Regions from separate parts of the Sus scrofa genome. Here region 2 is linked to region 1. A link is a contact called in public promoter capture Hi-C data. All regions are on one chromosome and are shown on one strand. Each heading gives the region's core, a stretch centred on a gene start, on an enhancer-like site or on the middle of the called end of the contact. The rest is flanking DNA. Distances are from core to core; before and after follow the strand shown. Region 1 holds the start of DGAT1 (diacylglycerol O-acyltransferase 1). Region 2 holds the start of SCRIB (protein scribble homolog).

The links. Promoter capture Hi-C pulls out the DNA fragments that hold promoters and counts their contacts.
Region 2: a promoter capture Hi-C map of liver shows a contact between it and region 1, with 4 times the contacts expected there. The contact joins the promoter of SCRIB here to the promoter of DGAT1 in region 1. A contact is called at or near these places in 1 of 5 promoter capture datasets (liver) and 1 of 2 datasets of contacts at active chromatin or transcription factors (skeletal muscle).

What each region holds. Positions count from the first base shown.
Region 1 is chr4:449,902-456,021 of Sscrofa11.1, forward strand. It overlaps DGAT1 (diacylglycerol O-acyltransferase 1), which reads left to right and starts at 3,002. Exons shown (of 17, transcript NM_214051.1): 1 at 3,002-3,390. The coding sequence starts at 3,200.
Region 2 is chr4:822,226-828,345 of Sscrofa11.1, forward strand. It overlaps SCRIB (protein scribble homolog), which reads left to right and starts at 2,700. Exons shown (of 38, transcript XM_021090546.1): 1 at 2,700-3,194; 2 at 4,629-4,746; 3 at 4,851-4,929; 4 at 5,016-5,105; 5 at 5,201-5,257; 6 at 5,356-5,419; 7 at 5,511-5,585; 8 at 5,660-5,804. The coding sequence starts at 3,036. It overlaps PUF60 (poly(U)-binding-splicing factor PUF60), which reads left to right. Exons shown (of 10, transcript XM_021090445.1): 4 at 1-116; 5 at 188-280; 6 at 411-624; 7 at 710-900; 8 at 1,025-1,160; 9 at 1,354-1,589; 10 at 1,668-2,096. The coding sequence ends at 1,967.

The DNA of each region.
Region 1 (6,120 bases), core at 1,752-4,251:
TGCAGAGGAGGTGCCCAGGGGGCCCAGAAGCTTTTACTGCCCTCCAGCTCTACTCAGGATGAGTGAGGTTGAAGCGATGAGGGGCAGGGCCCAGGGTCATGGACCCCTGCCCCAGCAAATGCCCCTGGCACCCAGGGAGGTAGGCATGAGCTTGAAGGCCCCAAATCTTTGGAGGCATGTGGTCAAAGCAGGTCAGCCCAGGGCCAGTGCAGCTGTCTGCACCTTGGCAGGGGACAGGCCCACACAGACTCCGCTGGTGTGGACCGCAGGGGAGGCTCACCTGCAGCATGTCACAGCCTGTAGGCCTGCTGCTCAGGCTGGTGCTCACCTGGAGGTGAGCGCCCCCTTTCGGGAAGCTCTATCATCCTTAACTTCAGGAGGGAAAGCTCCCGGTCTAGGGTGAAGTTAGGTAGCATCAGTGCCCAATTTGCCCATGAAGATTCTGAGCTTCCGAGACAGAAACAGCTTGTCCAAGGGCTGCCTTTGACCGAAGCCCTGCCCCAATCTCTACCCACCCAGATTCACACCTGGGCAGGCACCGACGGCAGGGAGGAAGGCTCCTGGGGGCCCACTCCTCCCCAGGGCTCTCCAGCTTCTCCTGGACTCTGAGGGGTGGCGGAGGGGGAAAGACGGAGGCTGGAACGAGCCCACCCTGGTCTCGGCAGGTGTTCATGAAAGGACTTTGCTTTCCTTGAACATGGAAGGCTCAGGCTGCTGACCGTATTGCCCGGTATCTTCCTATGGACCCTACCCCTCACAGGCCTTGGCATGCCCAAGGCACCTCCAACCAGGAGCCCACCAGAGGCCCTTTCTAACCCCAAAATGTTTCTAGGGCTTTATCTGGCCAGGCCTGCAGGTTCCTCACCCCAGGCCCAGGCCTCCATAAACGGCCGCCACTAGCAGGGGCGTTCCCCACTGCGCTTTCTTGGACAAACCTCATGCACACTTTTGTCCCCAGACACCCCACCTACCTAAGACCTTTTCCTCCTCCCCTGTCTCCCTCAGCCACACCACACCTAGGAGCCTGAGGCGCTAGGGCTGTGGGCGGGGCAGGTGCAGGCCCCACCTCCTTCCCAGAGGCCCCGCCCACTATTACTTTCAATTCCCGCCTCCTCCCCAAAGCAGGCCCTGCGCGCTGCCCCCCCATGAGGCTCTTCCTTATTTGTGCTTATTAGTGTGTTCACAGCCCATGCCTTCCCTCCATTGGCTCCAGGCCCTGATCTCTTTGCTCTCCACTCCAGCGCCGGAATCTTGGTCCCCCAAGGCCCCTGGTCAGATTGGTCCTCTCTGGTGGCCACGGTCCACTCTGGTCGCCTCACTCCTGCTGCTGCTTGTCAGGTGACAACAGCTTGGAGCCTGGACGCAGACACACAGGCAACCGCCTCCAGCAAGACCCTTCACTCACCGGCTACTGCGCTCAGCCCCTCCCCCTACTGGCAGCCTGAGCCGTCAATCTTATCTTCTGCCAATCAGCGTGCCAGCCCAAACCAGCCCTCTAGTTCTTGGCTCTATACTGGAGAGTGGCAGGGCCTGAAGGCTCACAGGGACCCGTGGGCGCAGGGGTTCCCACCAGCTGCCGGGGAGAGGAGCTGGGAGGGAGAGGCAGAGCTCCCGGAGTTCACTCCTATGCTGTTGGTTCTGGAGCCGACCCTTTCCTCGGTCTGACCTCCCTCGGGATCAGTTCTCCGAAAAGCCTACCTCTGCCTGGCCCAGGTCTGAAGATGAACAGATGAACTTTCTGGGGCACCGGAGAGGTGACGGGGCTGGTCCTGACCCACCGAGGTTGTGTGGGCACCTGAGAGGGGTTCTCCCACCCAATCAGCAGGCTGCCAGGTAGCTTCAGCCTGCCAGTTGGGGCTGGCATCAACCCCAAGTGGTCTGCTGTTAGCAGAATGTATCACCACGAGGCCCAGGTGCCTGTCAGTGGATGTGATAGATGAGGGTGAGCCTGGGAAGGTGGACTGACCTCATGCTGAGCCACTTGGTTTGTTTGCATAGAGTGGAAACCTTGCAACCTCTTCTCAACCTTTTTACCTCAGGGGAGCGAATGGCTAGTGGGTTCTGCTGCTAGGGGTGTTTCCTGGGTAAACCAGGCCTGTGCCCCCAGAGAACCCTTGCATCCGGAGAGCCAGGATGTTCACACTCCATGCTCCGTGCAAAATCCACGTCAAGCAAGGTGGGAAGCGAACTTGCCTGCCTGGGAGTCTCACCGTGCAGTTCTTGTGGTGGATTGGATGCTTCGTTTAACGACTGGATGGATGACTGCACAGACTGTGTAATGGCACAGGAGTCTCTGGGTCCTTGCGAATCCGCACCACAGGATCCTCAAGTCCAGGTGGGAAACCGGAAAGCTCTGCGAGTCCGCCGACTAGGGAGGAAGAGGGCGGGGTGGGGAGGCAGCACTGTGGTCCCATCCCAGCCTGGGCCTGCGGGGGAGAGGTGGCGGCCCTGGCAGTCGTTGGGCAGAGTGGGTATCCCGGGGATGTGGGGCCTTGGGCCTTTCTCTTGCTCCATCCTCTGGCCTGGCGCTTGTCTAGACCTAAGCCGAGAACAAGCGGGTGCATATAGTGGTAACCAGAGGGCTCGCGGAGCACGGCTGCGCCTCGAGGTGGGCGTTCGGGAACCAACGCGATGGGTATCAGGTGCGGCGAGCTCTACGGACACGGCGTTGGCCCGAGACGCCTGGACCACAACGCACTAGGCATTTCGTAAGTAAGCTACATCCTCACACTCCGCGCCTGGACTGAAGCCTGACGAAACCCTGTGTTTATAGAGTAGGACAAGGTGCAGGCAGCGGTCAGAGTCAGCAGAGGCTTGCAGCTGCTAGGAAGCCGCGCGCGTTCTGCGCGGTCCTGCGGGCAACAGTGTCCGCCGCCCCGCGACCACAACTCCCAGGGTGCACCGCGCGCTCGCGGCGACCACAATTCCCAGGGTGCGTCGCGCGCCCGCGGACTACAAAATGGGCGCGCGCCGGGGCTCTGCGCCAGTTAGCGGCCCCGGGAGCGACGCTGCTGCGAGCGCCGCGACGACCGAGCGGGCGCGCACTGATTGGAGGCGCGGGCAGGCGCGCGCGCGCTACGGGGGCCGGCAGGAGGCGGTGGCGGCTGTTGGCCAAGGGTCCGGAGGCGGGGCCGCAAGCCTCGGGCGCTGTGAGCCCGGCGGGCCACGACTCGGCCGCGGCAGGGTGCAGGCAGAGGCCATGGGTGACCGCAGCGGCGCGGGCGGCTCCCGGCGCCGGAGGACGGGGTCGCGGCCCTCCAGCCAGAGCGGCAGCGGGTTCGCGGCCGCAGAAGAGGAGGTGCGGGACGTAGGCGCCGGGGGGGACGCACCGACGCCGGACAAGGACAAGGACGGACACGACGATGTGAGCAGCGGCCACTGGGATCTGAGGTAGTGGTGCCCCTGACCCGAACCTTTGATCCCTGACCCGGGTCCCTCGCGACCCTCCCTGGTTCCCCGGTCGTGTCCGCGGCAGCGCGGGCTCCGAATCCTAGAGCTTGGCGCCCGGACGTCGCCTGGAAAGGTGTGCCCCTTGGGCTCCCGCGGGGAAACTTAGGGGGAGACTTAAGGGTGGAGAGTCGTCCATGTGGGAGCGCCGAGGGGGACCGGCCGCCGCCCTGCTTCCAGACGTCCTCCCTCTGCACATCCGTAGGTGGGCCCTGAGGCTCTTTCCCAGGGCGAGCCCCTTCCATCCCCACGTAGTGTCCTCTTCCTGGAAGGAGAGGGATGGGGCCCGGCGGGTGTGATGAAGGGGATCCCTCCTGGGCTCTGAGCAGTGCCTTGTGGGTCGATGAGGTTCCCAGGGGAGGGTGGGCCGGCGGGGAGTGGGACTGCCCGGGACCGGGCAGGGGGCGGGCCAGAGGATTTCTCATCCCTTGCAGACCTCCTAAGAAAGGTCTTGAGCAAGGTCCCTCATCCCTCACCAGCGACTGACTGGCCTGGGGTCCTGCTTGGATTCGCAGCGCAGTGGCTGCTCTGGGGACAGAGTTGGGTTCTGAATTGGACGCTCACCCCTGGTTGGGCTGAAGGACTGACAGAAGCAGTCGGGGAGCCAGCTGTGGCTGCTGGGGAGGGCCTGGGCCACCCGGGGAACTGGATCAGTCCTACAAGCTAAGCTGGCTCCAGGCTCTCCCTTGGCAGCCTCGGCGCCCTCTCCCCCACCTCTGGTCTTCGTTCTGGCCAAAGGGCCCTCTGGGCTCTGGCTTTGAGAGCAGGTCCAGAGCTAGAGGTTATCAGGAAGGAAGCGGGCCACTGGTCAGTGGGTTGGCAAGATTCTCTGTCTCGGTAAACAAGAAGTGAGGCTTTCCTCACCAGGTGCTGCTGGGGTGGCAGGGGGATTAGCGAGGGCAGCTGGGGTGCAGGCCCTGTCCCTGCCCTTGGGGTGCACAGTCCACCTGGGAGATAAGATAATGTCAGCGCTGAGCAAAGGTCGGCAGAGTTCCTGAAGGCCCCAGTGGGGAGGAGGCCAGCTCTCCCGAGGGGTGCTTGCTTCCTGTGGGCCTGAGTGGTAATGCGGGAGGCTGCAACGGACAGGGGTGTCCTCGTCTCCAGGAGACGGCATGGCTAGCCCCATCTCCCTCTGCAGGCAGTGGATTTGGGATCCTTTTGAATGAGATTGGGGGGTGCCAACTTTGGGGCAAGCTGCCACCCTGGATGGGCAGCGACATTTCTGCTCTACACAGGCCGGGTGGCCAGAAGCCTCTCCTGTCGCCCTGCTGGTTGGGCCGAGTGAGTGGGAGCCCTGACTGCCCACCTCGACGGCTGCACCCTGGTGTGGAGGCGCGGTGCATGGCAGGCATGGTCCATTGCAGTCCCCTCCTGACCCCTGGGACAGGCAGGCTCTGCCCTCAGACTCAGGTGCCACAGGACTTGGGGTCTCCTGGGGCAGGGCCAGGCCTTGCTCTGGCTGCCCTCTTGGTGTTTGGCAGGTGCACCTCCTCCCGGTCGTCCTCCTCCCACCTGTTCCTCCCTGCCTGTGGCTGTTCCTCCCCTTCCCCCTCCCTGCCCTCCCTCCACTTCCTGCTCCCCTGGGCCTGGCAGGCGGGTTCAGGCTCTGGAGGTGAGCTCACTTCTTCTGGCCGTGACCAGGTGTGGCTCTGCGGCCCAAGGAGGGGCACCCCTTTCTGCTCTGCCTCGTGGCTGCCTGCTTCCAGGTGCCCCACGTGCCCGTTGCGCCGTCCTGCCCTTGGTTCCCGGGCCCTCCAAGCAGGGGCCTTGTGGCTGCAGGGCTCTCCCAGGGGGTTTGTCTCTGGGGTGTCATCTCTTTCTCCCTCTCCACCCAACCACCTTGCACGCCGGGGCTCAGCCTAGGGCAAGTGCTGAGGAGGTGGCAGCTGAGCGATGTGCTGGTGCTCTGCCCCTCCTTGTTCTGCTTGGCCCTGGAGCTGCACCGTGTGGTCCCCAGGTGTGGCCCATGCTTGCGGCAGTGCTTCTGGGCGAGCATTGAACCTTGGTGCCCTGCTCCCAGGGTTGACATGAGTGTTGAGTGAGGTGACACCTACAGTGAGTTAGAGTGGCCCTGCTGGCTGGGTGGGAAGGTGTGACACTGCTGGAGGGCACAGAGGCCTGGGCCACCCCTGCAGTAGGGGAGAGGGTGATAAAGGCAGCTCTGGGCCTGGTGGCCGGGCTCTGCCTCCGGTGACAGCCGCGTCCGTGTGCCCTCTGGCCCACCTCAGTTGACTGCACCGGCAAGGCTGGACCTCAGTGTTGAGGCCTGGTGGGTTTCTTTCCCTGAGTCGGGGCCTCTGACTTCTGGGCGCCTGGGTTGGGGGTGGTCACAAGGTCCGTAGAGGACCGGAGGGGTGCTTGCGGGGTGGCTTGGGGAAGGCCTTGGAAGCCTGACAGCAGGGATCTGGGAGAGTTTTTTTTTTTTTTTTTTTTTTTTTTTTTTGTCTTTTTGCCTTTTCTAGGGCCGCTCCCACGGCATATGGAGGTTCTCAGGCTAGGGCTCGAATTGGAGCTGCAGCTGCCAGCCTACGCCAGAGCCACAGCGACGCTGGATCCGAGCCGCGTCTGCAACCTACACCACAGCTCACGGCAACGCCGGATCGTTAACCCACTGAGCAAGGGCAGGGATCGAACCCGCAACCTCATGGTTCCTAGTCGGATTCGTTAACCACT
Region 2 (6,120 bases), core at 1,450-3,949, 370 kb after region 1:
ACGTGGGCTCCATCTACTACGAGCTGGGCGAGGACACCATCCGCCAGGCCTTTGCCCCCTTTGGGCCCATCAAGAGCATTGACATGTCCTGGGACTCCGTCACCATGAAGCACAAGGTGAGCTTCGACCCGCCCCGCCCGGCCCCCGCCCGGGCTCTCCCGGCCTGACCGTGTGTTCCTGTGTCCAGGGCTTTGCTTTTGTGGAGTACGAGGTTCCGGAAGCGGCCCAGCTGGCCTTGGAGCAGATGAACTCCGTGATGCTGGGCGGCCGGAACATCAAGGTGAGGGCTGAGGAGGCAGACCCTCGGGTCACTGTGCTCGGTCAGCCAGAAGCTGCGGGGCGACTCTTCCAGGGACCCAAGTCCCCAGCCTGGCTGACGGGGGCCTCTTCACCTTCTGTCTCTCGCCCAGGTGGGCAGACCCAGCAACATAGGGCAGGCCCAGCCCATCATAGACCAGCTGGCCGAGGAGGCACGAGCCTTTAACCGCATCTATGTGGCTTCCGTGCACCAGGACCTCTCGGACGACGACATCAAGAGCGTGTTTGAGGCCTTCGGCAAGATCAAATCTTGCACGCTGGCTCGGGACCCCACAACTGGCAAGCACAAGGGCTATGGCTTCATTGGTGAGCTTGAGCGGCCGGGGCCCGGGCCGGGGCCCAGACCCGCCTGACACCGTGGCTGACCATCACTGCTGCTCCTTCTCTGCAGAATATGAAAAGGCCCAGTCGTCCCAGGATGCCGTGTCTTCCATGAACCTTTTTGACCTGGGCGGCCAGTACTTGCGGGTGGGCAAGGCCGTCACACCCCCCATGCCCCTGCTTACACCTGCCACACCTGGAGGCCTCCCACCTGCTGCCGCTGTGGCTGCTGCTGCAGCCACAGCTAAGATTACGGCTCAGGTGAGGGCTGGTGCAATCCTGTGGTTTGACTGTGGGCCACCGGCCCTTCTGGTCCTTTATGGCTGGCTCTGAGTGCAGGCAGCCATTGGGCAGGGACTAAGCATGGTGGTCTCTCTGGTTGCAGGAAGCAGTGGCAGGAGCAGCGGTCCTGGGTACCCTGGCCACTCCTGGACTGGTGTCCCCTGCACTGACTCTGGCCCAGCCCCTGGGGGCTTTACCCCAGGCTGTCATGGCTGCCCAGGCCCCAGGAGTCATCACAGGTGAGCCTGCTTGGGTCTCAGGGTTTCCTTCCTTCCCCTGCCCCGCTCCTCCTGGCGTGACGCCTTCAGCTGCCCTTAATTCGCTTCCTTGGCCGCCTCGGCCCAGGCAGTTCCGCTGTGCTCAGCGGCGCTCTCCTTCCTGGGAGTGGCGGGGCAGGGGGAGTGACCGTTGGACCTGGTGGGTTTGCTGCAGGTGTGACCCCGGCCCGGCCTCCCATTCCCGTCACCATCCCGTCTGTGGGCGTGGTGAACCCCATCCTGGCCAGCCCTCCGACGCTCGGTCTCCTGGAGCCCAAGAAAGAAAAGGAGGAGGAGGAGCTGTTTCCCGAGTCTGAGCGGCCGGAGATGCTGAGTGAGCAGGAGCACATGAGCATCTCGGGCAGCAGCGCCCGCCACATGGTGATGCAGAAGCTCCTCCGCAAGCAGGAGGTGGGCGGCCGGGGCCAGCGGGGTGGGCTGGGGTGGGGTGGTCCAGCCAGCCACAGCTCTCAGCTGTCCCCCCCACAGTCCACAGTGATGGTTCTGCGCAACATGGTGGACCCCAAGGACATCGATGACGACCTGGAAGGGGAGGTGACTGAGGAGTGTGGCAAGTTTGGTGCTGTCAACCGTGTCATCATCTACCAAGAGAAGCAGGGCGAGGAGGAGGATGCGGAGATCATTGTCAAGATTTTTGTGGAGTTTTCTGTAGCCTCTGAGACTCACAAGGCCATCCAAGCCCTTAATGGGCGCTGGTTTGCGGGCCGCAAGGTGGTGGCTGAAGTTTATGACCAGGAGCGTTTTGACAACAGTGACCTCTCCGCGTGACCTTGGCCCCGTTTCCCCGGACTCGCACTTTTTCCTTGTTTCCTCTGGGTTTTATAGAGTGATTCGGTGATACCTGGGGCTCAGCCGCCCAGCCTGTGGATAAAGGTGCAGATGCTGCTGGCCCTGAGAGTCCCTGTCTGACGGTGGTCTTATTGGCTCCGGGGGGGTGGGGGGGGCCCGGGCAAGCACCGGGCGGGTCTGGGGACTGAGTGGGGCGGGGGAGGCGTCCCCGGGGGTCTGCGGGGGCTGCTAGGTTCCCGGTCCCCGCCCAGGGCAGCGGAGGGTCGTGGGCGTGGCTTTCCTGCTGTGCGGGCGGGGTGCGGGTCGGGTTGCACTGTCACCTCCCCAGGTAGTGCTGGGAGAAGGCTGGCCCAGAGTTCCTCAAGCTCCCGGACACGTCAAGCCGCCAGATACCTGGAGCGCCGCCAAGGCCCGGGCGGCTCCATCTCGGAGTCGCGAGGCCAAGTGAGGGAGGGGGCCGGGTGGGCGAGAGGCTGCAGCAGGACGCTTGAGGCCCGGCCAGGTTGGGACTGGCTTTGAGCGGACTTCAGCTCCCACCATGCCTTGCGCCGGGGCGTTGGCGTCGCGGGGCGGAAGCCGGGCTTCCCGACGGGCCGTGCGCGGGGCCGCTACGGGTTCTCAGAGGCACCGGCACCGCGGGGCCTTATGGAGGTTGTAGTTCCCGGCGGCAATGGGCGGAGAGGGCGGGCCTCGGCTTCCCGGCGGGCTGCGCGGCGGCCGGCGGTTGTCGGCGGGGCAGTCCGGCGGGCAGCGGCGGCGGTTCCGGCTGGGGCACAGCGGCGGACGAGTGGACTGGCAGGGCCAAGTGGGCCGGGCGGGATGCGGGGCCGCCGCCGCCCCCTGAGAGTCTGAGCGCCGTCCGGGCCGCGCCCCCAGCTCAGGCCGCCGCGGTCCGAGCGGCCCGAGCGTTCCGAGCGTTCCAAGCGCGGGCCGGGCCCAGCGCCGCCGCCGCCGCCCCGGCCGCCCCCCGCTCCTCCCCCGCCCCAGCGCTCATGCGGGCCGAGCCCCGCCCCCCGCCTGCCGCCCGAGCCCGCGCCTGCCCGCACCATGCTCAAGTGCATCCCGTTGTGGCGCTGCAACCGGCACGTGGAGTCGGTGGACAAGCGGCACTGCTCGCTGCAGGCCGTGCCGGAGGAGATCTACCGCTACAGCCGCAGCCTGGAGGAGCTGCTCCTGGACGCCAACCAGCTCCGCGAGCTGCCCAAGGTGAGCGGCTGCCTCACCTGCCTCCGGCCCAGCCCTCCTCTCTGGTCCGTAGGGTTGGCCCGGCTGCGACCGCTCGCTCCTCCGAGCTCTCAGCTGGCGCTGGCCGGGGCGGGACACCACAGTCTCCAGCCGGCCTTGCTGGTTCTTACTGGCCAGAGCCCCACCCCGGCCAGCCGCACCTTCCTCACCCGCCGCGGGTGCTGGCACCAGGTGGCAGCGGTCATCAGGTGCCTGCTGGGGGCGGGGATGGTCACAGCCCAGAGGAGGAGCTGCAGGTTGAAAGCCTGGGGGCAAGGTGGATGGGATTGGAGTGGATCTGGGTGGAAGGTGAACCTGGTGTGGCTAATGGACGGGAACTTGCTGGACCTCCCTGGAGGTGGGGAGTCCAGCCCTCTGCCCGACTGCCCTCTTCTTCCTGTGGGTGCTGGGGCGAAGGTGGGGAGAGACCTTCGAAGGTGCTTGTGCGTGGCACGTCTGTGTCTTACCTGCCTCTCACCGCCTTGTTTCTTCCGTCAGCTTGGTTTTCCTCCTCCAAAGGCCACTTGGGAGAGGAGGTTAGAGGAAGCAGATCACAAAAGGATTTCCTTTTTGGAGATGGGGTGCTAAGTGGCCCAGCGCCTGGGGGCTGTGTGCCGCAAAGGGTGTGGCTCCACTCCAGGCTCGGGCCAGGGCTCCTCACCCACCTCGGGTCCCGCACTTTACCTGCAGATACTGCGTGCCGGCAGCACACAGACCTGTGCTCATTCGCTCTTTTTCCTTTGTAAGGGGGCATGTTCAAATCCCGGGCCAGGGATTGAATCTGAGCCGCAGCTGTGACTTACACTGTAGCTGCTGCAACCCCAGATCCTTAATCCACTGTGCCGGGCCTGGGATCAAACCCAAACCTCTGCAGCCACTCGAGCTGCTGCTGTTGGGTTCTTAACCCACTGCACCGCAACGTAAACTTCTCTCTGCTCTTTTCGTTATACTTTTGTTTTGGTAGTTGCCAAATTTTTGTCACAGGGTGAGGCTGGGCTGGTTTCTACTGGGAGGCAGCAGGAGAAACCCTGCAGGCCTCCGAGGGCCCACCTGTTGGGTGGGCAGAAGAGGGACTTCAGGTGTGGGGTGGAGTCCTGAGGGAACACGGAGGGCAGGGAACACGGGTTGACGGAGTCAGGAAAAGGAGGTGATTTCTTAGCTAAAATGCAAGTGTGGAAGGCTGGTTGTGTGACAGTGTTGTGGCAGAGAAGGTTTCTGGGATGATTCTCAAAGGAACCAAGTGTCAAAAGTTAAGGCGTTTGACACCTGCAAAAGCGCATGTGTGTGGTTTTTGCTTGCTTGTTCTACTTCAGACCCGGGTGACGTGACAGGACTCTGGGTTCCCGGGTGGCCTGGAACAGGGAGGGGGGCCCTCTGCTACAGAGCCATCACCCTGACCCTACCCCCTGCCCACAGCCCTTCTTTCGGCTGCTGAACCTTCGCAAGTTGGGCCTAAGTGACAATGAAATCCAGCGGTTGCCCCCTGAGGTGGCCAACTTCATGCAGCTGGTGGAGCTGGACGTGTCCCGCAACGGTGGGAACTTGGGGCAGGTCTGGGGGGAGTCTGGGGGTGGCAGGAAGGGCTTTGAACCCCTGGCGGCTGTGGGCATCTCTCCACGTGACCCCTCCTGATCCTAGACATCCCTGAGATCCCCGAGAGCATCAAGTTCTGCAAAGCCCTGGAGATTGCGGACTTCAGCGGGAACCCCCTGTCCAGGTGGGCGGTGGCTGCAGAGGGGGTGGCGGGGAGGGGGAGGCTCAGCAGCCCCTACCTGGACTCTGAACCCCCCCCCCCGGCTTTAGGCTCCCGGAAGGCTTCACACAGCTGCGCAGCCTGGCTCACTTGGCCCTGAACGACGTGTCCCTGCAGGCGCTGCCTGGGGACGTGGGCAAGTAAGTGCCCCCTGGGGAGGGGCTCCGCTCAGCCCTGTTCCCGCGCCTCTCCCCACCTTCCTGCCTCTCTCACGCCCCAACCTGATTTCTTGCAGCCTTGCCAACCTGGTGACCCTGGAGCTCCGCGAGAACCTTCTCAAGTCCCTGCCTGCGTGAGTGGGCTCGGCCCTACCAGCAGCCGGTGTCGGCGGCGGCCCCGGGAACCACAGTCTACGTGGCCGCGACAGAACTTGCTCTGTTTCCTCCGCAGGTCCCTGTCTTTCCTGGTCAAGCTGGAACAGCTGGATCTGGGAGGCAACGATCTGGAAGTGCTGGTGTGGAGAGGGTGGGGCTGTCCTGGGCGGGGCAGGGCCCGGCGGGGCAAGTGAGCCTTGGCCGTCACTCTGTCCCCGTCTGTTCTTGCAGCCTGACACCCTGGGGGCCCTGCCCAACCTGCGAGAGCTGTGGCTGGACCGGAACCAGCTGTCGGCACTGCCTCCGGTGAGTGAGCCTGTCCTTGTCGTCCCCCCCACCTCGCGTCTGTCCACCCTCTGACCCTCAGTGCCCGCCCCCAGGAGCTTGGCAACCTGCGGCGGCTGGTGTGCCTGGATGTGTCGGAGAACCGGCTGGAGGAGCTGCCCACAGAGCTTGGAGGGTTGGTGCTGCTCACTGACTTGCTGCTCTCCCAGAACTTGCTGCAGCGGCTCCCCGATGGCATCGGTCAGTGCTGGGTGACGAGCCCTGGCCTAGAGGAGGGTCCTGGGGCGAGGACGCTGCCTCTGGGGGTCTCTGGGACACATCCCTCCGGGGGGAGGAGGCTGGCCTGAGGCCAGAGCGGGACAACGGGTGCACCCAAGGAGCCGAGGCAACTTGTGCTGCCAAAAGTGGGATGGTGAGCTCGTGAGGGCACGGTGGCGGGGCCTGGCAGGGGCGGGGGGCGGGGGGCATGGTCGGGGCGGCCGGTTGGATGGGCGCAGGGAGGGCGGGGCTGGAGCTGGGGGCTGGGATGCCAGCTCAGCGTTCCGAAGGCACCCGA